Linked DNA regions of Mus musculus: regions 2, 3, 4, 5 and 6 are each linked to region 1. A link is a contact called in public Hi-C and HiChIP or PLAC-seq data. All regions are on one chromosome and are shown on one strand. Each heading gives the region's core, a stretch centred on a gene start, on an enhancer-like site or on the middle of the called end of the contact. The rest is flanking DNA. Distances are from core to core; before and after follow the strand shown.

What was found. A called contact is a pair of places that touch in the nucleus more often than the background predicts. HiChIP or PLAC-seq counts read pairs in DNA pulled down with a chosen protein or histone mark.
Region 2: a contact with region 1 is called in an H3K27ac HiChIP or PLAC-seq map of VIP interneurons. The contact joins two enhancer-like sites. A contact is called at or near these places in 1 of 15 datasets of contacts at CTCF or cohesin (CD8 T cells), 17 of 484 Hi-C or Micro-C datasets (B cells, the CH12 cell line, the N1E-115 cell line and 11 more), 19 of 115 datasets of contacts at active chromatin or transcription factors (DN3 thymocytes, VIP interneurons, bone marrow-derived macrophages and 16 more) and 1 of 9 other capture datasets (embryonic stem cells).
Region 3: a contact with region 1 is called in an H3K4me3 HiChIP or PLAC-seq map of forebrain, with 6 times the contacts expected there. The contact joins two enhancer-like sites. A contact is called at or near these places in 3 of 39 promoter capture datasets (liver and pre-B cells), 2 of 15 datasets of contacts at CTCF or cohesin (large pre-B cells and pro-B cells), 11 of 484 Hi-C or Micro-C datasets (the 3T3-L1 cell line, the 63-12 cell line, the AML12 cell line and 8 more) and 16 of 115 datasets of contacts at active chromatin or transcription factors (bone marrow-derived macrophages, craniofacial prominence, embryonic basal ganglia and 12 more).
Region 4: a contact with region 1 is called in an H3K4me3 HiChIP or PLAC-seq map of neural tube, with 7 times the contacts expected there. The contact joins two enhancer-like sites. A contact is called at or near these places in 3 of 39 promoter capture datasets (liver and pre-B cells), 2 of 15 datasets of contacts at CTCF or cohesin (large pre-B cells and pro-B cells) and 15 of 115 datasets of contacts at active chromatin or transcription factors (a beta-TC-6 cell line, bone marrow-derived macrophages, craniofacial prominence and 12 more).
Region 5: a contact with region 1 is called in a Hi-C map of cerebral cortex, with 2.5 times the contacts expected there. The contact joins two enhancer-like sites. A contact is called at or near these places in 1 of 39 promoter capture datasets (pre-B cells), 3 of 15 datasets of contacts at CTCF or cohesin (the NIH/3T3 cell line, large pre-B cells and pro-B cells), 32 of 484 Hi-C or Micro-C datasets (the AML12 cell line, B cells, the C2C12 cell line and 17 more), 17 of 115 datasets of contacts at active chromatin or transcription factors (the 230-238 cell line, bone marrow-derived macrophages, craniofacial prominence and 13 more) and 1 of 9 other capture datasets (embryonic stem cells).
Region 6: a contact with region 1 is called in an H3K27ac HiChIP or PLAC-seq map of extraembryonic endoderm stem cells, with 5 times the contacts expected there. The contact joins two enhancer-like sites. A contact is called at or near these places in 5 of 484 Hi-C or Micro-C datasets (Sertoli cells, bone marrow-derived dendritic cells, bone marrow-derived macrophages and 2 more), 19 of 115 datasets of contacts at active chromatin or transcription factors (VIP interneurons, bone marrow-derived macrophages, cardiomyocytes and 16 more) and 1 of 9 other capture datasets (embryonic stem cells).

What each region holds. Positions count from the first base shown.
Region 1 is chr3:51,699,624-51,704,010 of GRCm38.p6, reverse strand. All of the region lies in intron 2 of Maml3 (mastermind like transcriptional coactivator 3), which reads left to right. Among named protein-coding and RNA genes, the nearest start is that of Gm46803, 5.9 kb to the left of the region's middle. Within about 2 kb of position 2,515, at least 210 of the 459 cell types and tissues checked have an H3K27ac peak or open chromatin away from gene starts, as enhancers often do. A contact at or near this core is called in VIP interneurons, bone marrow-derived macrophages, cerebral cortex and 19 more, where this site is marked.
Region 2 is chr3:52,174,509-52,178,895 of GRCm38.p6, reverse strand. The region is part of intron 1 of Gm30074 (a long non-coding RNA gene); the gene reads left to right. Among named protein-coding and RNA genes, the nearest start is that of Gm30074, 3.4 kb to the left of the region's middle. Within about 2 kb of position 2,580, at least 14 of the 459 cell types and tissues checked have an H3K27ac peak or open chromatin away from gene starts, as enhancers often do. A contact at or near this core is called in VIP interneurons, where this site is marked.
Region 3 is chr3:52,086,483-52,090,869 of GRCm38.p6, reverse strand. The region is part of intron 1 of Maml3 (mastermind like transcriptional coactivator 3); the gene reads left to right. Among named protein-coding and RNA genes, the nearest start is that of Maml3, 16 kb to the left of the region's middle. Within about 2 kb of position 2,344, at least 349 of the 459 cell types and tissues checked have an H3K27ac peak or open chromatin away from gene starts, as enhancers often do. A contact at or near this core is called in bone marrow-derived macrophages, cerebral cortex, cortical neurons and 11 more, where this site is marked.
Region 4 is chr3:52,068,288-52,072,674 of GRCm38.p6, reverse strand. All of the region lies in intron 1 of Maml3 (mastermind like transcriptional coactivator 3), which reads left to right. Among named protein-coding and RNA genes, the nearest start is that of Maml3, 35 kb to the left of the region's middle. Within about 2 kb of position 2,659, at least 340 of the 459 cell types and tissues checked have an H3K27ac peak or open chromatin away from gene starts, as enhancers often do. A contact at or near this core is called in bone marrow-derived macrophages, craniofacial prominence, embryonic forebrain and 8 more, where this site is marked.
Region 5 is chr3:52,027,797-52,032,183 of GRCm38.p6, reverse strand. The region is part of intron 1 of Maml3 (mastermind like transcriptional coactivator 3); the gene reads left to right. Among named protein-coding and RNA genes, the nearest start is that of Maml3, 75 kb to the left of the region's middle. Within about 2 kb of position 2,308, at least 109 of the 459 cell types and tissues checked have an H3K27ac peak or open chromatin away from gene starts, as enhancers often do. A contact at or near this core is called in bone marrow-derived macrophages, cerebral cortex, cochlea and 6 more, where this site is marked.
Region 6 is chr3:51,964,207-51,968,593 of GRCm38.p6, reverse strand. All of the region lies in intron 1 of Maml3 (mastermind like transcriptional coactivator 3), which reads left to right. Among named protein-coding and RNA genes, the nearest start is that of Maml3, 140 kb to the left of the region's middle. Within about 2 kb of position 2,538, at least 54 of the 459 cell types and tissues checked have an H3K27ac peak or open chromatin away from gene starts, as enhancers often do. A contact at or near this core is called in extraembryonic endoderm stem cells, pancreatic cancer cells and uterus, where this site is marked.

The DNA.
Region 1 (4,387 bases), core at 1,266-3,765:
GACTTCAGAGGGAACTCAGATTTTAATTTACTTTCTTTCATCTTCCTCTTACAGTTGGATGGCCTAGTCTCCTGCCCTTTAAAAAAAAAAAAGTCAAAGTTGATAGCACAGAGACACCTTGATTTCGAGTCTCAGAAAAAGTTGGTTTTTGTTGTTGTTCACATTTAGTTTCATTCTTTGATTTCTTTTCGATTCTAACAGTTTCTACCCTTTTATTCTGTGTTCCTTCTTTCCCCGCTTCCTATCACTTGCTCTTTATTCCGGCGTGTTCCTGGGCGGTCTGCTCAATTGAGACCAGATGTCTGTTTTGATAGAAAAAGTTCAAATCCCAAAGATGCTGCGCCAGCTGTGGGACAATCAGACAAGTTCCCTAGCCTCTCAGAGACTTGCGCTTTCTAATCAACGAAATGAGTTTGATTACATAGGTAAAGGCACCTAGCAGAGTTTTTGCCTATGCCTAGTTCCTCATATGAGTCTGTTATCTTCTAGTGTGGCCCTGTGGTCTCCTCTTTATTTAAAGAACCCTTTCCAGCCAGAGGGGATATTTGTCAATCCATAGCGTTCTATCATGCTACCCTAGGGAAATTCGGGGCATACTTGATGCTCTCCCTTAGCAAGGAACCCCCAACTCCCACTCCCCTCCCCCAAGCCTCATCCCTTGGTCTTGGCTACCTTTCAGCTTCTAGAGATCAGTTGCAAGTGGAATACCATCCTTCTAGAAAGAGTTATAGCCCCAAGTTCTCTTGAGAATTCTTAGTCTTCGTGACAAATATCACTGAGCCAGCCTAACAGCCCTGAGCAGGGAGGGGGGAGTTTGATTCTCAATGCCGCAGATTTCACACTCGAGCCAGAGCAAGCCTGCACCAGGCTTGATTTTGAAAATGCAAGTTTGCAATCAAATCAGGGCCAGGCTGCAATCAGCCAGGATTACTCGCTCCAGTAATTCTCAAACTCCTACAGGATCTCCCATCACCTGGAGAACTTGGTCTGATTCCGTAGGCCTGGTGGAGTTGGGGAATCTGAATTTCTGCCATGCTCCCAGAGAATGCTAATGTAAGGTGAGCCTGGACCAGGCTCGAAGCCGCTGGATGGACTCATGGCCATGGCTGTACACAGATTGCTCTTATGGAATGAGGAGGCAGTTTTCACATCTTCTTAGCCTTTTTCATCTTCCAAAGTGTCCATTGTCACTGACCACTTTTTAAACAGGATTTTCAAGGGACTCTGGATGGAGACAAGATGGCCTGCCCCGTGCCTCTGGGAGTCACAGCAGGGGTCCTTTGGTGATGGATTCACCCTGCCTGCTGCTCAAATGTAAAACTTGCCTTTGTAGACAGCCTCTAGCCTTCTACTGTATATGAAGTCTTTTGATACTTACAATTTAGTCAAAAATTCATTTGGCCTGAGACTGCTTGGATTTTTTTTCCCTATTACTTGACCCAGTTTTGTGTGTGTGTGTGTGTGTGTGTGTGTGTGTGTGAGAGAGAGAGAGAGAGAGAGAGAGAGAGAGAGAGAGAGAGAGATTTGTTTTCTAGGTAGCCTTTCTGTTTGCTTATTGATTTACTCCAACTCTTTCTTACCCACAACAGCCCTATCTATATACATGCCCTTTCCTCTGTGGTCTCCAGGCTTCAGGAACACGCGCAGTAGTGGCACTGGGCAATATGCCCACCCCCAGAGCGTCAGACTGAGTTTCTCAGGGGCCCCAGGGCACCCACCCTGCTCCTGAGCTCCTGGTCTTTGTTAGGATCTCCAAGCAGTGAGGCGCTCTCTGGTTAGCCTGGAGCTCCCGGCCCCACTCCTGCGCGCTTTGCCCGAGCCCCCTGAGGACTTGTAAGCAGATAGGCTGGAGTTGAAGAGGCTAAATTACGCCTCAGGGGACTTTTTAACGAAAACCCTAAATTTCATTTGGGCGACTGGTAGGCCACGCGGTTGTAGAGTGAGCGGAGGTCCCTTCTCCCTGCACAGGCTTTGTGCCTCTCTGGCTCCCTCCAACAGCGAGGTGCCCCCCTGGATCTGGCTGCCACTGCCCCCCTTCATCTCCTCCTGCTCCCCATCCTTCGGTTTTCTTCCATATCCTCTTCCTGCCCCCCCCACCCGCACCCCTCACCCCACCCTGCCAAGTCCCTCTTCCCTCTGGCTGGAGAAAAGTCGGTAATAAGAAACCAGTTTGGTGTCAGAGAGTGGGGAAGGGAGAGACCTCCACCCCTTAAGATGCACCGCCATGGTGAGAGAACTCATTTTGTGCAAAGAGGGCCTCGAGCCACCAGGGAATTCCTGGATTGTCTCAGGCTGTCGTGTGTGATGTCCATCACGCCGTGCGAACACCATCTGCTCCGTATTATGCTCGCAGTTGCCAGGCTACCTGCTGTACGCAGGAACACTTGACTGCCTGGCTCCACGTCCGCAGCGGCGGCCCGGGCGGGGCGGGGGACCCAGCCCTGATTAAGCCATCTGCGTTGGTGGGGGGACGGAGGGTGGGGGGAACTCAGCGCGAGGCCTGGAGTGCGGTCCCGGGCTCACACCACCCTCTGCTGGGCTACCGGCAGAACGACAGCTGCTCAAGAGGGTCCCTTCGGGGCCACCTAGAAAAGGATGAAGCTCAGGGTCTGCTGGATCCAAGTACATAGGATGTCGTATCCTGTCCCTCCCAGGAACCAATGATCTTTCATACCCGCCGCATCTCTGGCCCCTATCACCCACATGCTGCATGTTCCTGGGGGTAAAAAAAAAAATCCCTTCAGAGAAAGCCAGTTTCCCCACAAGTGGGTTTATAAATAAACAGCTGGCTGTTCTCGGAAGATATTTTTATCGCCTCTGATTTTTGAAGTCGGAAACTGCCTCTTTGGGGGAGGCTAGAGTGTTGTTTACACCCGCCTACCTTGCTCTAGCCGTTGGAAAATTGTTAAGCTCTCGTCCCTGGAGCGGAAGGTGAATGTGCAAGACAGGTTCTTTGGTTTTGATCTCTCTCTCTCTCTCTCTCTCTCTCTCTCGCTCGCTCGCTCCCTTCCCTTATTTTACTGAAAAGTGAGAGTGTTTGGAGAGCCTGGAAGATCTGCGTGGCAAATTGGATTCAAGGAGAGGAGAATGTATTAAGATTCTGGGTGGAAAGCAAGGGGAGGTCGCTGGGCTGGGAGTGGAGAACAAACCAGTAATTAAAACTAAAAATACTGCATCATTTGGCTCCAAGGCATTACATGTCGCATGACGAAAGCTCACTCTGGCTTTCTCTAATTGCACAACCCAGTGTGTGTCCTCCACAGAAACACGAGCAGGGACTTGGAATCCTAGAGTTTGACAGACTATTTCTCATTAAGCCCTCTTAGATTCGAGGTTAAAAGAGCCCTGCGACATAAACAGCTGCCCGCACCAGCTTCGTTTGTAAAGCCAGTCATGGTGGGCTTTCACACTTTGGCACACACCTGTGCACTTGCTGGGGAGCCCCTAAAGATGCTGTGTTTGACAGGCAACACTGCAGCCATTTTGGGTCATGTAGTCAGCATTGAGAACCTTAACTTTGGGGACAGGACCATTTGGGGAATGAAAACCCCAGAGGTAATGGCTTGACTGTGTCCACAGGGACAAAATGTGGCTGGGTGTATGAACATCGTCACCTCGATTGCCACTCTTATTTTTCCCAGGGAAGAGAAGGCTATGAACACAGCCCTTCGCTCCTGGCTACATTCCTCCGCTATGCAGAGAGGTCACATGGGGCAATAAAATCTCAAAGTGCATGGAGAGAAACAGGGCCAGAAAGAACAGCTCTTTTCAAAAACAAGCTAAAGAAAATGGTGCCTTTCCTTGGATCTCATTTTCCCTTCAAATCTCTCTTCATCAAAACTGGGAAATATTAAACAGACTGAAATGCATGAGAGAAAAACTATTATCTGTCCTTCTGCTGGCTGGCTAGCTCTAGCATGAAGTGTTAAGTTGACCAGCCATTTGTCTCTCAAGGTGAGAAACAGCTTGATCCTGTAGGAAGGAGGGGCTTAGAAACATGTAGCAAGCAGAACTAGAAGATAAGGGAAGTCTCTTGTGTACCTAGATACCTGCAGCCATAAAGGTCCTTTTTTAACATTAAGAATATTTCATAGCTCTCCACCTGATTTCAGAGGACTCACATAAGTAAAAGCCTTTACTGTGGACTGTGGAGATGGCTCCACAGTTAAGAATGCAAATTCCTCCCTCTCGGACCAGAGTTCTGTTCCCAGCCTCTGTGCCAGGAGGCTCACGACTACTTGGAACTCCAGCTCTTCTAACCTCAGCTGCACATAGGAGTGCGCGCGTGCGTGCACGCGCACACACACACACACACACACACACACACACACACACAAAATTTAGCCAGCACTTACACCAAAAAAAACATGACTCATATTTAGACTAC
Region 2 (4,387 bases), core at 1,331-3,830, 470 kb before region 1:
GGGCACCCTCGATGTATAAAACTGACAGGCACACACAATGTCACGTTATTGGCTTGCCCTGGTAAATGAAGGAGCGATTCCATTACCTTTCCCCCTTGTCCACTGCCGAGCACAAAATTGCTTGAAATGCTATCAATCAGTAGGCGTGGATGCAGAGAAGTGCCCAGCCTATACGTGGGCATGACAGTCTTGCTCCCTAATGATTAATGAAAATAAATGACGACACCATTCTCTTTAGGACAACAGACCTGGCCTCAGCTTGGGTAGAGGGATTGTAGGAACAATTCAAAAGGATTTTCCAGGAAGATTCAACTGAGAGCTCTTTTTTTTTTTAATTCCTTTTTCTTTTCTTTCCTTCAATATAGGTCCTTGACTTTCTAAACACACACACACACACACACACACTCATTCACATATGCACTCACACACCATACAGTCTCTCTCTCTCTCTCTCTCTCTCTCTCTCTCTCTCTCACACACACACACACACACACACACTCATTCACATATGCACTCACACACCACACAGTCTCTCTCTCTCTCTCTCTCTCTCTCTCTCTCACATACACACACACACACACACACACACACACACACACACACACACTTGAGCAGGGCAGTTAACTTTGAGAATTATTCTACTCTATACAATAACCACTGGCCACTTGTGATAATTGAAGTAGAATGCAAAGAAATCAAGACCTCATTTCCTCAGTCAGACCAGCCACATTGAAGTTGCACACGAGCCTCCTGTGGTTGGTGGTTGGGGGCTACCATGTGGAATTATAGAAAGTCTCCATCATCAGAAAGTTCAACTCAGATGACTGTTTGCTCCGGTGTCTCCGGATTCCTCTCCACTTAGAACCCTCTACATATCATGTTTATAAAAGTGACTCTTTTTCTAAGATTGCAACTTCTGGGAAACTCACCAGCTTCTTCCCACTCCTCGGGGAAGTGCCCCAACTACTTGGCTGTTAGAACCTTCTAGAATGGTTAGCAAAACAATGTTGCATAGTAACCCTGAAGGAAAAGTCAACTGGACCAGTCTCAGGCTAGTGATTCCAACCTGTTTCCTTAGATAATTTCCCTAGACAGTTCTTTTAAAATATTTTTCATATTTTCTTGAGTGTGTGTAAGAAGGGATGGGAGAGAGAGAGAGAGAGAGAGAGAGAGAGAGAGAGAGAGATATGGTTAGGGGCCAATTAGATAATTTGTGGGAGAATCGTTCTTTCATTCTTTCCTTCCTTCCACCATGTCGGTCTCAGAAATCAACTGAAGTTGTCAGGCTAGCAGGCTTGGTGGCAAAGCACTTTTACTTATTGAGCCATCTTGCTGGCCCTAGACAATTAACAGAAACAGAAAGACCCCAATGAGGCTACATAGTATGTTAAGAAAGATACGGGGGCATCTCCATAAATATCCACACAATAGAGTATAATCGGCCCTTTAGAATGATATGATATGCCTCATTACAACACCCAGTGCTGAGGCTTTGAAGTTCGGCAGATGCACAGAGCAGCGAGACACTTTGATGCAGTTCAAGTGCCCATCTGCAAAGCGTCCAGGGGCAGATAGTAGAAAAACTATCTGCAGCCAATTGCACACATTCTTTGTGCCTATGTCAGTGGGGGCAGAAGTTGGGTCACACAAAAACAACACCAAAGCCTGCTTCAAAACTAACCACAGCAGAAATCACCAAAAGACAGGGTCCTTAACAGGTTTGCTAAGCAGGGGGCGGGGGGGTGCATTATATAAAAAAATGTTGACACATTTTCCAACTTCAAACAGAACCTAGTTGACATAGACTTTCCCTGTTTTAAAATTTGTCACCCTGATTTCTTTTGGAAATCTTTCAACTTGACATGTTCTCGTCTCTTACATGTGTTCTTGTGTGTGTAGCTATGTCTTGAGCCTCTCACAGTTTAACTTAAGATGAAGGTATTGGTATGGTTGGTCCCACTAGCCAGCCTGTCTCTTCCTTGGGGCTGGAATTATAGCTGGACCCCCATGGCCACCAGCTTTAATGGTCTGGAATTCTGAGCTTTGGACCTCATGTTTGCTTTGGATGTGTTTTAATCAGCAAGCCATTTCCCCAATCCAAGACCCATTAAAAAATAGTGTGTGTGTGTGTGTGTGTGTGTGTGTGTGTGTGTGTGTGTGTGTGTGAGAGAGAGAGAGAGAGAGAGAGAGAGAGATTGGAGAAAGGAGTATTCATAGACATTCTCTCTCTCCTCTGTCATGCGGGTTCCAGGGATCCAATTCAGAGTATCAGGCTTGGTGGCAAGTGCCTTTACCCACTGAACCATCTTCCCGGTCCAAGACCCATGTTTGAAGTGACATCCGGTTTAAGTGACATCCATCTCTATCAGTGTCCATACAGGTTTCCTGCCAATAAACCTTCAATGGCAGCTGGAGGCCACAGACTCTCTGCCCGTGGTTGTCTGTCTGTTGCCCAGCTGAGGATGCTTCTATTCCAGCAGGAAGCAGGTCATCTGAGAATGAAGCTCCAGCACCACAGAACTGGCTGTTTTCTCTCCCTTTAAGTCTCTATAAATCATATATAGCAATGTTGGCATGAGTCATAAGACTGGGCAGCGGAGCTCCTGCTAATCCACGCAGCTGCATGGGCCTAAAATACCTCCGTGAATAGAGTGTGTTTGTCCTGCTCGGTTGATCGCATAAATAGGAAATCAGCAAAATCTAGGGGTTCCCCAGTCTCTGAGTCTCGCAGTTCTTGGTTTGCTGCTGTCCCTTCTGTTTGCCCAGTGTCAACCCGTTTGCCAGCCTCTTGCCTCGGTAAGGAAATAAAGGACTCTGGGGCTGGAGGTGGATCAGTTTGTAAAGTGTTTAGTTTACGAGACTAGGAACAGCTTAGGCTTCCTAGTGCCCCCGAGAAAAGCTAGGATGGCAGAGCACACCCATGATCCCAGCTCCAAAGGAACGGATGGATCCCTAGAGATGGCTGGCCGGCCAGTCCAGCCTGATTGACAGGCTCCAGGTTAACATGAGACTATATCCAGATGATGCTATAGTAACGAGGCAAAAGAGGAAGGTCCCAATGTCAACCTGCAGCTTCAACATATACATCTCTGTACACACACAGAGTGGGTGAGGGGAGGCAGGCAGGCAGAGACAGGAAGCTCCATCCAACGTCAGTTTCATGAGGACATTGATTCTTTGATGAGCTGTGCTTTGTGTTCTGAGTTTTGGTCTGTATAGACCATAAACCAGGTTAATACTAATGGAACAACACAGGGCACCTCCTGTTATTAAACGACCTTCAAGTGTTTGGTTCAATATGGAATGGGCTGAAGTCACATAGGAATGACTCTGATCCCGATCTGGTCATGGTTGTTGCATTTAGGGAGTGTGTGTGTGTGTGTGTGTGTGTGTGTGTGTGTGTGTGTGGCTGTCTCTCCTCTCTAGACTGTGTATTTTCAGAGATGTGCCAAGCCTGCCCAATGTTTTTTTCTCAAAGGAGGCTTCTTCTGGGGTTCTGGGCGTGACCCAATCAGGCTGTAAGCTGGCTACACTTGTCCAGCCTGTCCAGCAGTTATCTCCTTCCAGTAGTTTTTCCATACTTTCCTGATCCCAGGCCAGCTTCCTGTCCACTCCCTCTCAGTCCTGCCGCTCTTGTGTCCCTCGCTGTTCTTTGGGTTAATGTCTAATAATTTTACACTGTGCCCACTTCTTCTCTGTCCCCCTTGGATGCTCTCCCTCACGGTGTTCACATTATTGCTTCATTGAGTAATGACGTTTCTGACACTGAAGCGTGTTCTTGGCATGCATCTGCCTCATTAACGGACATATTACTGTATATGTGGGTCACTTAGTTTCTGTTGGGTAGCGTATCTCATTTACCTTCTGATGAGGGTATTATTTAATATGTATTTAGGGCTTTGGTATTAAGAGATGTATTCCTTTAATTAAATACATATTTTGAGTCCTGACATCTGACATGGTTTGCTTATATATAAAGTGTTTATATAATTTGCTTATCTAAGCTCGGTGAAGTATAAAAAACACTAATGAGAGGTAGTAAATCACCCCACAAATATAAGCCTCTGTTTGTTGTGCTGGCCTAGGAGCAGCCCCAGACTCGTCTACGGTTCTAAGCCCTATTGCTCTTGGCTTTGCTTGTTTAATGCACAGGTGAGACCCAGGGCTGCAATGGCACCCTTAGGGCTGTTCCCCATGCACACATGTGGTCCCTTTAAGGCGTTAAGTTTGGGAAATTGAGCTGAGAGGTAACAGATAGGATGTTTTAGTGTGCTTATTATTTCTTTGAGCTTTCATATGTATGTATGTATGTATGTATGTATGTATGTATGTATGTATGTGTTTGTGTGTGTGTACACATGTGTGCATGTACATGTAGAGGCCCAGG
Region 3 (4,387 bases), core at 1,095-3,594, 390 kb before region 1:
TGTCAGAATCCTGCTTTGCCCCTCCCCTGGGGCTCGGTTGTCTGTATGAAGTGCTACACAGTTATCTGTCCTCTGGAGGGTCAAGGGATTGCAAACCTGAGACGTTTCTTGCCTCTCTCTTCCTGTAGGAGTTTCTGGGATTGGCTCCTGGGGTGGGGACTGCTATATAAGGGTGAGGAAAGGAGACTGGCTGTCTGTGGTTCTCCCTAGTACTTCTGTCATTCACTCAGTCTATCAGCAGAGATAGTGGATGCTCAGGATAATTATTTATGACCGTCTTTCCATCCAAAACGCGGCTCGTACTTCCCCTGTTTTCATCAACTTTGTGTAATCTATGAGTTTATGATACACTGAAGGGCAATAAATTTGGGAAGAGAGATAATTACCTCTGACAGACTTACAGAAATGAGGCCGCAAGAGGAAGCAGCTAGAGGATTGCCTAAGACAAGGCTGCAGTTACTCCACATGGGGAAAATGGTCCCCACAAGAGACTCTCCCATGTCAAGAGTCACAGCCCGGTGGGTCACACAGGTGACAAAATGAAGCAATGACTTCTGTGATTTTCTTCTTCCAAACAGACATTTTCCATAGTTTAACAAAATGGCCTTTTTAATTTTTAAAATGGGACTTTCCAGTGGAGGAACTCAAGGTGCTTGGTGCAGGAGGAGAACTGGCAAACCCTTATGGCTGTGCACTGCGTCCTTTAACTTCTCATAATTCTGAATTATTTTTGAGGAAACTATTTAACCTGACCTTAAAAATTAGTTTCCCTTTCCCAGTGGCAGCTCCTATAGTTGGGGTGGTGAACCTCAGGGGTATGAATGGGTCAATGTTCACTTGACTTTCCTGTCCCTCTCAGTGTGGGGCAAATGGTCTTAATCTCTATAAAGAAAGAGCCTCAGTGGTGTGGGTTACCCCACTGTTGTATTTAATTTTCTACTTTCTGGACTAATAAGAAAGTGTGGAATAAGTAAGAGATTGGGCTGGGAATATAGCTCAGGTGGCAGAGCGCCTGCTTAGCATGCAGGAAGCGCTGGTCCGGTTCTGAGCACTGTATGAAACCCGCCATATTGACATACATCTCTGGTTGGCGCTTAGGAGGTACAGGCGGAAGACCAGGATTATCACTGGCTATCTGTTGAGTTCCTGTCCCTCCTGGGATATATGAGACCCTGTTTCTAAAAGAAAATATGACAAAACAACACATGAGAAGGCTGAGAACTTAAGAGCTGTTTCTTCAGAGGACCCTGGTTTAAATCCCAGGACTGACATGATGGCTCACAATCTGTATGTAACTCCAGTTTTAGGGAGTCTGATGCTGTCTTCCGGCCTCGGGCACTGCATATACTTAGTGCATATACATACATTCAGGCAAGGCACTCACACATAAAATAAAATCTAAGAGACAGAGACAGACAGAGTGAGAAATAAGAGAGGGAGGAAGAGAAAGAGGGAGGGAGGGGAGAAGGGAGAGAGCACGAGACTCCTAAAGGCAAAGACTAGATGGTTGGGCATTCCACTGTCTTTAGTTTTTCTATGGTTTTTTCCTTGGTGAACCAAATCAAGCCCTTATCCACAGTGGGGATCGTCATGATCTTGGGGGAAGAGACAGAGAGGATCTAGCTGGAATATTCTGGGAGAGCATGCCTTATTGGGAGGGGCTTTTTGACGAGTTCTGCTGAGGAAGAAAATGACTGTCAGGTGTTTATAGGCGAACCAATCTGTCTTCGCCTTTGGCGGCTCTCAGCAGCAGGGTCTCCACACAGTGACTAGAGAATTCTTTGAAGTGGGTACTCCCAGAGAAGAAAGGGATGAGCCAAAAGGTTTGGGTCTCCCTATAAATTAAACCCAGCGTCAACAGGGATCAGAGCAAGAAACTTTAAGTGTCCAGTTTTCCCTTCTGTCCACACGGTCCCTTCCACTCCCTTCCTCCGTGCCCTGTGAATAAATAGCAAGTAGGTTTGGTGTTCATTACTCTTTTGCCGTGAAGACAAAGGTGACTCATCAGGCTAAATCGGAGATGGGGGGGTGGGGGGGTGGGGAGGATACCATTTTTCTCGCCGTGTACCAAGCTAGGTTACACGGAAGTGAATTCCCAGAAAAGTCGTAAAATAGTGAAGTAATCCTAAGACAGATACGGGGTCGACAGCTACAGGCACAGGCCCCTGAAGACAGGCCTCTGTGTTGTGGCGAGACAATACTGCTGACCATATGGTCTCATGGCAGGCCGGTTGTGGAAGTCAGTGGCTGCCTTTTGTTTGGGGAACTCTCTCAGCCATGGGTCTGTGGGAGCTCTCAGTGACTTCCTGTCTCCCTGGCAGGCATGCTCTTGGCCCCGGGCCAGGCTTGCTGTACTATTGCAGTCTCAGGCCAAGCCCAGCAGCTTGCATTTGGTAAGCAGTCATTGCTCCTGACTTTGGTCACTCAGCAAACCGTTTGTCCCACAAATACACACTAGGACCTTTTTTTACACGATATCTCCGTGGCAACTATTACAAAGAGAGCATTTTTTTTTTTTACGTACAACCTAATTAATTGATAAATGTATAGAATCCTGGATACTCAGTATTCCTGGTGAAAGTGAGAGTCGTTTGTATTTTTTCAGAGCCCTTTTCAAGTTGCTTCCCTACTCCTAAGGCTCAGCTAGCTAAGACTGGCTCGGATGCTAGAGGCAGGGCTCCTGCTACAAAAAAAGAGAGAGTCGCCATCTATCCAGTTTTTACATAGGGCTAAAACAGGCCCTATGCTTAGCCTGGGTCTATTTTTTGAATGTGTGAAGCCAGCATGTGTGTGTGCATAAAAAGGCTGATTAACTCCACTTTCCTCTGAAGCCTCTCCTCTGCCACTGTGCTGACTCTTCCCAAGACCAGGGTTTCTCCGTCTCCCTGAGTCCTGGATGTCTCTGATCACTGTTGGTTAGGGCCACCCACCCTGGCTCCTTTTCTTTGCTCCCCCAAATATGGAAATGATCCCCAAAAGAACACATGGCCCTGGGAAAGGTTCTTTCAAACACAGCAGAAGGCGAGACCCAGCGAGGCTCACACTCCAGGAGGGGAGGCTGTAGCCTGGGCTATTGTGCCCGTGAGGGAGAATATTTTTATTCCAGGAACTGCATGCATGGAGGAAATGGATACCACTCACACTTTGATTGAGGAACACCAAAAAGCTCCATGTTCTTGGTCTCTAGGAAGTCTTCGTCCTTCTCTCATATGTATGTATGTATCTGTGCTTGTCTGTGTGTGTGCATGTGGAGGCCAGAGGTGGGTGTTCGGTATCACCCTCCATTGCTTTCTTCTTCCATCTTGAGGCAGGAACGTCGCTACCACTGTCTAGCCAATCAGCCTGCTCCAGGAATCACCTGCCTCCACAGAGTGCTGGGACTACAAGTGGGCTGTTACATCCACTGAGCCTTTACATGGGCACTGGGGATTTGAACTCTGGTCCTTATACTTCTGTGGCAAGGGCTTTACCCCCTAAGCCATTTCCTAGCTCCTATGAAACCTTTTGGTGTAGAACACCTATGAAGGTTGATTTGGTTATGATGTTGGGATAAATCTATTTCTTTTCCTCATGAAGAAATGTCATTTCAAGGCCAATGCTGCTGTCTCTTGTATGAATGTATGTATGTATGTATGTCCTACTAATGACTAATCGGAGATTTTTATTTACACATTGGGCTGTGCTATGGGAATTGATATATTTTTGGCCTTGAAAAAAGTGTTTTTAAGTTCAAAGAATTACTCTGCTTGGAGACCTTCTGTGAGTTTGTACTCGCCATGTTAAGCAGGGGGTTAGGAACTGTTGTCCCATGCCCTGGAAGTGGTTCAGAATATTCTGAGGCAAGAGTGGGGTCCTGTGTTTTGTTGACTTGCTAATTAGTTTGTACCAGCAACTTGTGTGTGAGCTTCTCCTGGGTTCTGCACCCATACAAATTCCTTCCCTTGGGTCTCCTGGGTCAGTAGAACAAGCTGCATGCTTTCCTTCTGTATCCTGGCCCTCCTTGTTCTACTTCGACCTCTTGAGGATGAGGACCAAAGATGGGAAAAGGAAGAAGTGGGGGATAAATCAGGCAGTCAGAGGGGACAGATGGAAAAAGGTTGAAAAAAAAAAAAAGGGAAGATAGGTAAGAAATGACAAACGTTCTGAGTCCTAATTAATCAGGGGTATCATTTTCTATAGCTGAAGTATCCTGTTTCCTTGGACTTTCTAAGTATCTTTTTGTAACATGTAGTGTGTGTGTGTGTGTGTGTGTGTGTGCACATGCCATGGAGTGCATGTAGAGGTTACATCACCATGTGTATTTTGGGACTCAGGTTGTCATGCTTGGTAGCCTGACCGTCATGCGTGTCCTCACTGTCCAGCCCACCCATAAGTTTGTAAATATCTT
Region 4 (4,387 bases), core at 1,410-3,909, 370 kb before region 1:
CTCAGTGGCCGAATCTTAGTTCTCTTTACGGTTATGGGCGCTCTTAAAACTCTTCACGGTAACATCTTTTTGATGGCCTCTAGAAAGGATTACATCATGACAAGCCCTCTGTTTTTCTGGCCAGAGCGGAGGTTAAGGCAAAATCTTGAGGTTGGCCTAATTAGGTGAACTTTGAAACTGCCCTGATGGTACACCTGGCCTTTGACTGAATTCTGTGGGAAATGCAGCCATAGATTATTTTCAGTTAGTAGCTGTATTAAGGGCAGAGTGTGTGCTTAGCATGCCCGACCCTGGGCTCAGCTCCCCGAATTTTAGGAGATTAGAATATGAGTCAGGTTACCTTTGTCAGACGCTGTGTCCGTCTGTCACTTCTCTTCCTGTCAAGCTTTCATTGTCCCCACATCCCTTAGGAAAATAATTGGTTTGGTTTAAAGGATTACACTGTGCATGCAGGGCCCAGTGTCCTTCCCTGGTGTGTCCTCCTTTGCTGTGTGGGACAATGAAAGAGAATCTGATTAGCACTGGGCCTGGCTCTGAAGTGACTCTCACAGATGTTACTTTTGGAGCTGGGGACTGTTGGGTTGTCTCCCCTGGTGCAGCACTGTAATATAACTCTTGACCATAGGAATGAACCGGGGCTTTCTGAAACCCTTCAGTGTTGCACACTGTGGTCTTGGTAGGAACTCACTCTTTCATACTGGCGTAAATAGGACGCCTGCCATAATCTTTGTTCTAATGCCCGGTCTTCACCCGTGGATTGGTTAACACTCATGTGGTATTTATAGTATGTGCTGTACTAATCAGTAAAACATTCAGTGACTCATTTCATCTTCAGAGCTAACCAGGGAGGTAGGGATGTTTTCAGCTGGGGAAACTGAGGCACAAGAATGGTCTCGGGCCTTGACCACGGTTCTATAGCTAGTAAGCCTACGTCTGGTTCCATATATTCTATCCATAGATAGTTGTTGCTGTTGCTACGGCTGTTACTTATTTTCAGGAAAGACCTCCTGTGTACTAGGCAAATGTTTTGTCACTACCCTCTACTCCAGCCCATGACTAATATTTTAGAAGGCCGAACACATTAGGAAAAATAGAAAAAAAACCAAACTCTTAAATGTTTAGATGTGGAGGTTGTGGCTGATGAAGGGGCATCTGTTCTGCCAGATGTCTAGCTGTGGGATGAAGAAAGGCCTGCAGTTGTGAATCTCCTTGTTTACTGCAGGCATTAGAAGGTATGAGCCAGTGGGCTTTCTTTAGGTTTGTTTCTCTGAGGTATTTGCATAAATTACTATGTGCAGTGGCCTGTGAGAAACCCTAGAAATGTCACACACAGGTTTCCCAAGAATTACCTATGCACTATGTCAGTTTTGTGGACTAAAAATTCTATCTTTCTCTCTCTCTCTGCTTCTCTCTCTCTCTCTTAATAACATTTATTTAGCTTGTGTGTGTGTGTGTGTGTGTGTGTGTGTGTGTGTGTGTATCCCACAGTGTGCATTTGGAAGGCAGAGGACAGCCTTCAGGAGTCAATTCCCTCTACTGTTCAGCTCCTGGGCATCAAACTCAAAGCAGTCAGTCTTGGTGGCAAGTGCCTTTACCAGCTGAGCCAAGTAGCTTTCTTCTCAAATATGAACTAATGACCTCAGATGTTGTGTGGTGTGCTTACAAAACCTGTTCTACTCCTGTGCTAACCTGAGACGATTGTAACTCTTTGGAGATCTGGCTGTAATTTAGAAACTTTTAACGTGTACCTTTGTGGGACTTGGAGGGGAAAAATTTGATTTGACCAATTTCTGTCATCTGTCAACTTAGATGTATTTTGATTTCTAAACAGAACTGTGGAAAAGACTTCTTTCTAATTGGGAATGCCTTGCTTTGTTACCTAGGAAACACCTGATTGTTTTCTTAGGGAAATATTCTGCAAATTAGACTTTTAAAGGTCTGTATTAAAAATGCGCATAAAACATAAAGCTACATTTGAAACTAGCTTTCGGCTTAAAAATTAGGTTTCTGTGTGGTCAGCAGACAAGTCAGAGAAGCATCGTCTGAAGGAAGACAATAGCCTGGGTTTAAGAAAATTCAGTGTTTGGATCATTGTCATTAGCCTCACAAATGTTTGCTTTCAGGTTGTAGTAAAGAAAATCGAAGATAATGGCTTTGCCCCTAACTCCCATTTTTCTTGTATTAAGATCTAAGACCTACCTCAGTTCACATGAGACAGAGCCCCAATTTTTGAGAACAAACTGTAGAACTTCTAAATTTGAGGAAGAAACTGACCCTTTTTAAAAAGACATATTCCAGTGAAAACCAAAGGCAGCCAGAGCCTGGACCTCTGGATGTGTCAAGGAGCCTCACCTACCTCGGGTGTCTAGCATGTCCTCGCAGGGACCTGTTGGTGGTCTGTGCAGCCACAGGGAACCTTACACGAAAGGCACCTGTGCTTGCTAAAAATCTGCTCCGAGAGTGGAAAAGCAGATCCAAAATGCTAATCCTTTGTCATTGGTCACAGTCCCTCGACACTTCTTTACCAGCTAACTGCTACTGATTCAATTTGGCCAACTGTGCTTAGCTTCCTTAAAACCTGCCGCAGTTTCGGTTGAGTAAAGCGGTGATTCATTTCCTGCCCCGTGGGGTGTCAGCCAGCTCTAATGGTTTTGTCTGCAAGAGCCCACAGCTGCCCAGGATGGCGGGAGGGAAGCAGTGGGGCTAGCGCCTGGGCTTAGAGCGGCACTTTCCCGCGGCATCGGGAAGGGATTGAACCCAGGCAGTCGATTCAGGTTGATCATTTGGTTTTGTAGAACATACGTCCTCTTGATTTCTCCTGTCCGTCAGGAGCGCAAGAGAACAAGCAAGAGAAATGTTCTCTGTGTGGGTGTCTTTCCCAGGAGAGCGCCCGAGCGACACTTCAGATCTCGTTTATGCAGCATAGCTTGATTAATTTGGCTGGTTGTTCAGAATATGTAGCCATTGTAGTACAGCTCTAGCTTGCTTTCTCTCTCTCTCTCTCTCTCTCTCTCTCTCTCTCTCTCTCTCTCTCTCTCTCTCTCTCTCTTTCTTTTTTTCGTCCCTGGTCCCTGAGACAGGATCTTACTGCGTATTTCTAGCTGTCCCTGAACTCACAGAGATCTACTTGCTTCTGCCTCCCAAATGCCACCACGCCCAGCCGCCCGAATACAGCCTTTTGTATTGTGTGAAAGTATCAGCAAAGAGAAAGAGATTTTCAGTCTTGTGTTTAACCTCTTCAGGACGGTGTTTTTATTTTCGGTTTTAAATTACACTTATTTATTTTAGGGGGCACTCACTACAGAGGTCAGAAGACAAGTTGGTTTTATCCTTGTACCATGTAGGTTGTCCTGGGAATCAAACTCAGCTCCTCCCGCTTGGCGGCAACCGCCTTTACTTGCTTAGCCATTTTGTAGTCCCATCTTGTTTGTTTCTGTGGAATCAGCTTTTCTGAATCTCAAGGAAAGAATAAAATAACAAGAAATGCTGTCAGCAAACCAGAGTGTTGCAGGTTGGATGGTTAGAGTTCAGAGTTGGCACATGTTTCTCCATCACTTTTCTTTCAAAGTAAGGTGAATCAGTACCCATTTTCTGGATTAAAATAGACACGTGAATGTGTGTCTCATTTGCATATTTTGCGGGAAAATTTGTTAGGTTCAAATGCAAAGTTCAAAAGGATGATATTTGCTTTGTTAAGAAATCAGTTTGGGGCTGGAGGGATGGCTCTGCAGTTGGAGCACTAACTGCTTCCCAGCACACAGGTGGATGTTACCAAACGTCTGATGCTGTTCTCCAGCTTTGGAGGGTCCTCATGTGCACAAGCCCTCCCCATTTCATGCACACGTTTTTAAAAGCATATTTATGTGTGTATATATATATATATATATATATATATATATACACACACACACACACACACACACACACACATATGTGCCTTTAAAGGCACATACATATATGTGAATTTTAATTTTGCAAAATAGTTATTTTACTATCCATCTAATAATGAATTGTCACACACACACATATATATATACATATATATTTACCTTTTCCAGAAATATCTCAGTTCAAAAATTGGATATATTTACATTTTGCACCTGTTTTTAGTTTCAGTCAAGGAGTATTTTGCACATGTTTAGAGTCCCAAAGAAGTGAACTTCCACACTTGTTCTTGAGTCTGAACATGAATGCCAGTGTCAGCTGAGGAGACCATTCCTCCCTCGAGCTATACTGGAGATGGTCTTTCACATTCATTTCACAGATGCAGGGTTCTGTTGGTGGAGACATTCACTCTGTGCATTCATTGGCATACTCAGTTAATTGTACTACGGCATCTTTCCCCCCTTACCCAGAGTTCTATTTTAAAAGCAGAAATTGAGAGTGT
Region 5 (4,387 bases), core at 1,059-3,558, 330 kb before region 1:
GTGGGTAGTCACTAACCTAATGGATATGTATGTATGTGTATGCATATAAGTATACACATATATATGTCTATAATGTTCGAGGCTGGGCCCCGAAGCTTCTGTGAAACGCTGTCAGTGTTTTAGGGACATGAGTCCAGTGACCATAGTTGGAGTAGCGTTCTGTGGATGCACATCCTGACCATGGCAGGCCTGTCTGCCCATCATGGCTGAATGGTGGGAAGAGCCTGAGTGAGATTCAACCTCTCCTGTCATGCCTCAGCCTCCTGCTCTAACTCCTTGAGTTGCCTGCCTCCCTTCCTTATGCTGTGGATGGTTGGGTTCATTACACACGTCTTAACTTCTCATTTTCCAGCAAATTAACCTTTACTTCAAAAATGTAAGTGACTAAACACTCTTTTCTCCCTTCACAATTAGCTACCACTTACACTGTGGTAGTCTTTGTTCAAGGGAGTATTGTGCTATTTTCTTTAATGCATTGCAAGCAAGTCCAAACATCTGTCTTGCATTTTGTAAAAACTTATTTTGGAGTGATTTATACCTTTGTGATTCTGAATGTTTTCTAGGTTGGCCTAAGACATTTTTCTAACAATTAAGAAAATCAATATATTGCTTCACCTGTCTATGGCCTTGAGTACCTGGATGCAGGCCATGGGAACTAATACAGAATTTTTTCCAGTATGGAGTCATTGGGAAACATCAGCTGCTTCCTCATTTATGGTTGAAATGACTCATTTTCAGGAGTCAGGGGAAATTTAGTTGAGGAGAAAGATTGTTAGCTGTCCAAATTCTCAAGAAAAAAGAGACAACCATGAATGCACATAGCAATTGCTTCTATCCTATGTGCCCTCCTTCCTGAAGGACATTCATCCATGATCGAATCTCTCACAGTCTGCTCTCTAAAGCAGCATCATAGTTGAGGTTGCCCTCCATACTGGAGACTGAGGCAAGGGAGTCTTTACCAGGAGCCACAAGAGCACTGAACTTACCATTGCTGGCATGTCTACTTTCCCAGTGACCTGGGATTGGTTCCCATATCCGGATAACCGGGGACAGTTAATTTAGGACAGTCTCAAGTGTGGCTTGGTCAGGGTATAGAAAGGAGCCCTTCCCGTAAAATACCCAAGAACCTGATCCTGAAAGGGACGTGGTCTAGATCATGTTCCTGTCCTGTCACTAGTCAGCAATGTGACCTTGGGCCAGTGGCTTCTTCACCTTGCCAAGCTGCAGATGGCAGAAAGCAAAGCCTGCCTCAGGAAGATGTGTAAGCCTAGGTGTGAAGTCTAGAGCAGGTAGCCCAGCACGCAGGCTGCTGTAAGTTCTTGTGAAGTTGGGACTTGTTCAGGGCCCATTGTAGCAGCAGTTGGAGACCCTGCCTTTGATTTCTTCCAAGCCCCAGCAGCTGCTGACAGAGAGATGGAAGACAGCGGTGGGGACCGCCGGGGGGTGGATGAGCAGGGATGTGCTTCCCACATCCTTCACGGTCTGGGCCCATCCTTTCTCTGATTTCCTGCTCCATGCTCCCTATCTGCCTCTTGATTGATTCTGCCTCCTCATTCATTCTTAAGGCATCCCTGATCTCTTCTGCACAACTCTCCAGGTCCGAGGGCTACAGCGAAGAAGTCAGTGCAGGAGCCGTTTTGAAGACTGATTTGTGTAGAAGCTGTGAGCGTTGATTGATTGTCACTCACAAACTTCGCTCTGTAAACCCATGAGCCGAGCATCTGCACGTCCTCACTTCCCTGTAACCCTGTGGGTGTCTGACAGAACATCTCGTACCCAGTCGGTGCTCAGTGCAGGGTGTGGGGAGGCGAGGGGGAAGAAAGATGAATAGGACCGCAGAAGTCATCCATCCATCAGAGTCCCTCTGGTGGCTATGAACGAGGAGTTGAGCTGGGAACGGGGGTATGATCTGATACAGAAAGCAGGACAGTTGGACAGATTTGGCTCCTCTCGTGGACTTCTTTAGTACTGGCCACCCCTTCATATACTGTCTCCTGGCCAAATGGGGTGGTGAGTTATACTTAAGGGAAGCTCAGCCTGGAATCATAGCTTTTGAGACAGATACACCAGACCCTCTGTTTCCTTTTTCATATTCTGTATGAGCTAAGAAGCCAACAAAATGGCAGTTTCTCTTTGGTCGACCTCCTGGGAGAGAGTTCTGTTTGGGAGGAATCGTGTCCTGGGAGAGAGTTCTGTTTGGGAGGAATTGTGTCTCGAATGGAGGGATCATGACAGCTACTGGGACCTCCCCCTGGTTTTTTGTCGACCGAGTGGGTAGAACAGGAGCCGGAAGTGTCTGGTGGACGTGCCAGTGTTGAGGAACTCGCGGCTGCTGTTTGATCACAACAGGCTGTCTGTTCTTCCTCCCCCACATCCACCACATGGACTCATGTCTTCGACACGAACACATTCTTCAAATAACACCTTCTGGGACATTCTTGCACCCCACCCCAGCCTGCCCGAGGACTCTGTGGTAATGAATGGGAGCTTTCTTAACTAATGATATTCTGGACCATCTGTCCAGCTGGTCACTGAGAACAGAAAGCAGATGCACGCACGCGTTGCTTCTTCTTCATCGTGGTCCCATAAAATTAGAAATGGAAAGATTATCTCTTTCCTGGATCTGGGAAGAGAAAGTCTCTCTCGATGCATTTCGTGAGAGATTTAGATTAAGTTGCTGTTGCTTTTGAAAGCATGAGTCCTGTGAGGCTTTGGATCTCGAGAGATGAATGTCTGTCTGTCTGTTTGTTTTGTCCTAGGTTAACGTGTAAGCCTGTGTTTGTTCTCGCATGCCACTTTGGATCTCTTGACATTAGAAGGAAGTAGATGTCTTGGTCTTCTGCTTTTTTAAATATTAATTGAAAATAAATATTTCTTCATGTAATATATTCCGTTCACAGTTCTGTTTCCCGTCTCACTTCTTCTCCTAGATTCTCCCCACCTCCCCACCCTTCCAGTTCCACACCTTCTTTCTCTCTCTCTTTAGAAAACAAACTGGCCGGCTGGTGAGATGGCTCAGTGGGTAAGAGCACACTGACTGCTCTTCCAAAGGTCCTGAGTTCAAATCCCAGCAACCACATGGTGGCTCAGAACCACCCGTAATGAGATCTGACGCCCTCTTCTGGTGTGTCTGAAGTCAGCTACAGTGTACTTACATATAATAATAAATAAATCTTTGGGCCGGAGTGAGCGGGGCAGGAGCGAGCAGAGGTCCTGAGTTCAATTCCTAGTAACCACATAATGGCTCACAACCATCTGTACAGCTACAGTGTACTCATATACATAAAAAAATAAATCTTTAAAAAAAACAACCAAACAAACAAATGGGCAAATTAAAAAGCAAAATAAAACAAAACAGCATGAGAAACACATTCTGCAAACATGCATGTACATGCATGCATGTACCTGTGCACACACACATACACACACACATACACACCATACAAACTCAAAATAGGAAACCATAATATATAAGCAAAAGATTAGTAAGGTTTTTAAAAAAATGCCCAAACAAAGCAATATGAGACAAAAAAAAAATCACCCAAAATACCGTCGAGTCATTTCATGTTGGTGCATCTACGGCTGAACGTGAATGGAGCCTCCCCTAAGACTGTTTTGCATAGCCAATGAGAGTCCATTTGTGAAAGCTCATTTTTCCTTTGCAAGTGGCCCTCGGTTGGAGACAGTGTCTCTGTTAGGGATGGGAGATCTTGTCTAATTGTCCCTCTCCCTCCTTTCCTGCCTGGGTTGGCCTCTTACTCAGCATAGATCCCCTAACTGATCTAACTGACCTGCCCTGCTGACCTCCTGCTTTTTAGCATGTGAATTAACACGAGTAACTGGATATAGCGGATAGGAGGTTCTATGTCTAGGTCAAGTTGAAAAGTTAGGACGCTGGGGAAGTGCTTGCCTCTGCAGGGCTTCTGAGAGCAGCAGAAATGTCTGCAGGAATGAGCCAGTGGAGTCAAGCTGGATGGAACGAATTCAGGCAGGTTTGCTGTTTGCACAGGTGGAGTGACAGGAAGGAGGGTGGGGCCTGCGTACACCTGTGCCCAACCCACCAACCTTTTCAAGACAGCTGCTGGAGAAACCTCCTGATGGTGACCAGGGCCCAACAGACCAAGATGACTCCAGCAGAGGGGACTTGGGCGAGTGGGAAACGCTGGCCTGATGTGGGAAGCATATAGCAGTTGTCATAAGTACTTCAGATCAGGTTGAAACCATGCGAGCAGCAAGGCTGGGTGCCCCCAAGAGGTTATCAGCAGGGAGGAAATCCATGCAGCTCACTGCTGGTCACTCCAGAGTCGGGGATCGTATGGGTGAGTGCAGGTCTTGGGCAAGTATGAGTTTGATATAAATGAGACAGAAGTCACCCTTGCTGGGCATC
Region 6 (4,387 bases), core at 1,289-3,788, 260 kb before region 1:
AAACAAAAGACTAAGATCTGTCGTCTGTATTGTCTTTTCTCACCAGCTCTTAGTTTTGCTTCACTCCTTGCTCAGTGCTGTTGGTATGGGGTAAAATGTGTTCCCGATAAACATACTTTATTTGAAGAAAGGAAAAAAAAAAACAGCTCTGTCAGAAAACGTTTGGTCCGTCTTGTGGGAGAGGGCGTCCACCTGTAAACAGCCTGCAAAGACATTTAAAAAATATTCTAACTCTGAGACCGCCCTGGGTAAATATCACAAATATTAACCCTAGACACTTGGAATCTCTTTTCTCTGCAGTATAAATTGACTTAACACCACCTAACAATGCCATTTCTTACTGATGAAAAATTCTCCCTGACAGTAAGGCCGAATAAATGACTGTGAGTTACTGGATTAAGGTGACCTTGGGGGCCTGTCTTTAAAAAGTCAGGTGGCTTTAAACCAGGGCAGTGGTTTCAGGGTGGGGGATGAAAGACCATGGCTTCTCCTGGATATTGGGGCAGGAGTCAGAAGGTCAGGGCTGGGGCGCCATGAGACTACCACCTTGCTACCCTGACTCTCAGTTAGCTGCCATGAAAGTACACAGCCAGCGGGTCGTTCCCAGGCTGCCTGATTTGATGGCTTTAAAATAGTGCTGGATCATATACCCCATTCAGTTCCAAACAGCTCATTTAATACAGAAGAAGCCCCGGTGATAGTTCCCTTGGTTCTACGCTTGCCATCCAAGCACTGCAGGGAGCTCTCCACCCTTGTAAAAAGCCAGGTGTGGTGGCACAGGTCTGTAACCCCAGTGCCTGGGAGGCAGAGACAGAAGGGTCCATCCAGGGTCACAGGATGGGTTACCACTGAGGGACAATGTGTTGTTTTTTGGCTTTTCCATGTGCACGTGCATACATGTAAACGCACATGTACGTACATGTGCAAGATGGCCGAGAAGTCCAAAGACGCAGTTCCAGAACAGTGGTCATTTTCTCCTTCTAGATAGCTTACATGGCCTTCCCTGAAATAATTATATAAGCTAACAGTTCCTATCCTCGCTTTGCTGTGCGTTTCAAACCCCTTATTATTTCAGCTACTAGGAACTGGCATTAGATGAGTACCAGGAAGCAACGGCCGTAATGATCAGGATTTCTAAGAAGGACCCGCCTGTTCTATTTCCACTTAGGTTTTTCTGCTTTTTAATGAGTACAGATTATTTTCTTCAAGTTGATGATGGCAGGATTTCAGCTGCAGCCAGCTCTTCAAACTCTTAATCCTATGTCCTCTTCTTAGCCCTTGTTCTTCGGTGTCTTACTTTTCTCTGTGTGCAAATTGGTGCCTACGGCAACTTATGAGCAAGGATGCTTCAGCAAAATGCAGACAAGGGTCCTTCTATGTTTTCTGTGTGTGCCCCAACCCTGTGTGGGACCACGCTCTGTCTCACAGTATCTGTGACCTCACATCGATCATTTCGAAGCTGTCACTTGCCTCTCTCCCAGTTGCATCAGTTTCCCCTCACTGTGACAAAACACCTGGGGTCATTGCCAATTAAAGAAGAAATGGTTTGAATCCACAGTTACTAAGGATTCAGTCCATGATCAGGCCCCACTGTCTTTGGGCCTATGACAAAGCAGTATTCCAGGTTGGAGAAAATATGTTAAAAAGAAAATATCTTACCTTGTGGTCACTAGAAAGTGAAAGAGAGACCCTAGGAAGGGCCAGGGTCCCAGAGACCCAGGGTTCCAGGGACCTCCAAGGATATTCCTCCAATGACTTAACTCTTTTTTAAAAAACAAAAACAAATGTCCTACTACCAATGGAGCCTTCAACACATGAGCTTCTGTGCCAGGAGTTGGGGGATCGAAGCACCCATTTTACCACTTTCATCAAGGGTTCAATTTCTCAGTGGTAACTAAGTTGATATTCCCTGGCATATGGGTCTCTTGGGAAGATTAGGTATGTTGATAAATACAGGTCTCTCAGCATAGTGCCCGGCTAAGGGTAGGTCCATGGGAGTGACTACTAAAGTCCTGTGGTATTATTATTTTCTGTTTTGTTATTTTAATTTGGCAGAAGATGGGACTCTGATTTGCATTGGTCGACACTAGGTTCACCATTGTTTGACCTTTTCAAGGCTAACAGAAGTGCCCCAGTTGAATGAGATAGCATCCCAACAGTCCTTTTACTGCCTGACCACGTATCTTGAAATGTCCCTAGGTGACTTCTTGTTTACTCATGCAGCCAGGAGAGGGATCTGTCCCCTCTGCTCATGGCACCTTAGAACTAGTGCCAAGGTAGAAGAATACTTTTCAGCATCTCGTTTGTTGTAATAAAAAGAGTCAGCTTATTCCAGAAAGTCCACTTCGACCTAGAAAACCTTCGCACAGACATTCTGCCGTAACCTTTGAGCAAATGATGGGTGTCCACAGCCTAAAACTGAAGATCAGGGGCATGTGATGTGTTTACTCACCTGGTGCTTTCAAACTGGCCGCTGTCTCCCACAGCAATCTTGAGGTTGAGTTATGCCACAGGGCTATGTCTTGTCATTACTGGGAGCTGACTGATGATTCAGACTGTACGGGGGAGTGACAGGGCCCATGCTCCCTCCTGTTTGCAGAGCTTGAAAGCGAGTAAACTTGAACTGCGTTTTACTTCAGCCCGACTCCCATGCAGGGCCCTCATCTTCTTCAGTCCTACTCAATAGGAGCCCACCTCCCTACAGATGTTTCTGCTGCTCAGTATCCAGGTTCAGCTCCAGGCTGGGGGTTTTTCTGCTTTCTCTTTCTAACCTCCTTTGGGAGGCAGAAGGGTGGGTGAAATGTACTCATGCTGCATCTCTCCAGTTAGAGAAGATGTTTCCTTTGTTGTCTGACTACACTGAAGTATTTTTCCAATCTGTTGTTATTGAAAAGAGCAACCCCCTTCTCCTGACACCCTTCCCTCAGCTGTAGGGTAGTGGTTTTTCTGTAAACAGAGCGAGGCCACAGGAGCTGTCTCAGTGCTGGCTCTAGCTCCTGCAGCCTGGTGTGTCTGCTAAGCATGATTTCATTCCTCCTTTCTTACAGTTTACTTTTAAAACCTCGGTTCTCCTGAGTTGATTTTTTTCCCCTCTCCTCTGAGTGTTTTCTAGGTTAAGGAAGATTTTATGCACATTGTTTGTCAAATCCTCAATCTCTTGTCTGTCAAGTATGATTGGGAATCCTGGGGGTATTAACCTGTTTTCCTGTGTGTGTCTGTGTGTGTCTCTTCTCTTTTCTCTTTCTCTTCCTCTTCTTCTTCCTCCTCCTTCTCCCTCCCCGTGTGTGTGTGTGTGTGTGTGTGTGTGTGTGTGTGTGTGTGTGTAACTTTAACAGGCCTCCCCCCACCTGGTTATCTTTGAAATTAAGCAGGAAACAGCAAGGGACTCTCCACTGTGAGGAGCCTCTGGCCTCCGCAGGGAGCACCTCCACTCACCACCTTCCTTTTTCATGTAGGACTTTGGACAGGCTCTTTGGTCCCCGTAATCATTTGTTTTACTTCACAAGACATTCTAAACTCTTAAAGAACCTAAAACCATTCTGTTCTGTTTGCTAATTCTTAACTCAGTAGGTAGAAAGACATCTGGAGCTGCAGAATAGAGCCACGGGGAAGGAGGGGCTTATGTCTTTGTTACCATTTTCATCTCTCTCTCTCTCACACACTCAGACACACACATACAAACATATACATACACATACATACACAGAGACACATATACACATAGACATACAACATACACACAGACATACAGACACATGCATACATACATACACACAGACATACAAACATACACAGACAGACATACACACAGACATACAAAACATACATACACACACAGACACATAGACACATACACACACAGATATACAGACACACAAACATATACACAGAGACATACAGACACACATACATATAGACAGACACACAAACATACACACGGACATACACACAAACATAGACACAGACATACAGACACATACAGACATACAAACATATACACAGACATATAGACCCATACATACATACATACATACATACATATATACAGACAGACATGCATACACACACAGGCACACACACACAGACACACACACAGAGATACACACATATACAGACACACAGGCAGAGGAGGTCAGTGGGGGAACCTATTCCTTAAGCCAGTGGAAATCCTTATCATTAGAAGGGGCAGTGGCTTGGAGCCCAGCCCTCTTCCCGTGCAGGAAGTGCAGTACAGACTTTAGGGCACAGCTGCTGGGGGCTCCTGCTGGCTCCTCTCACTGCTCCATGCCCTGAGCTGCCTGTGCCTGCTCCTCTGCAGCCCCCATTGTCTCCCTCTGCTCATGGTGTCCTTTGTCTGCGGTGGGTGACTTGTGTCACAGGCACTCCT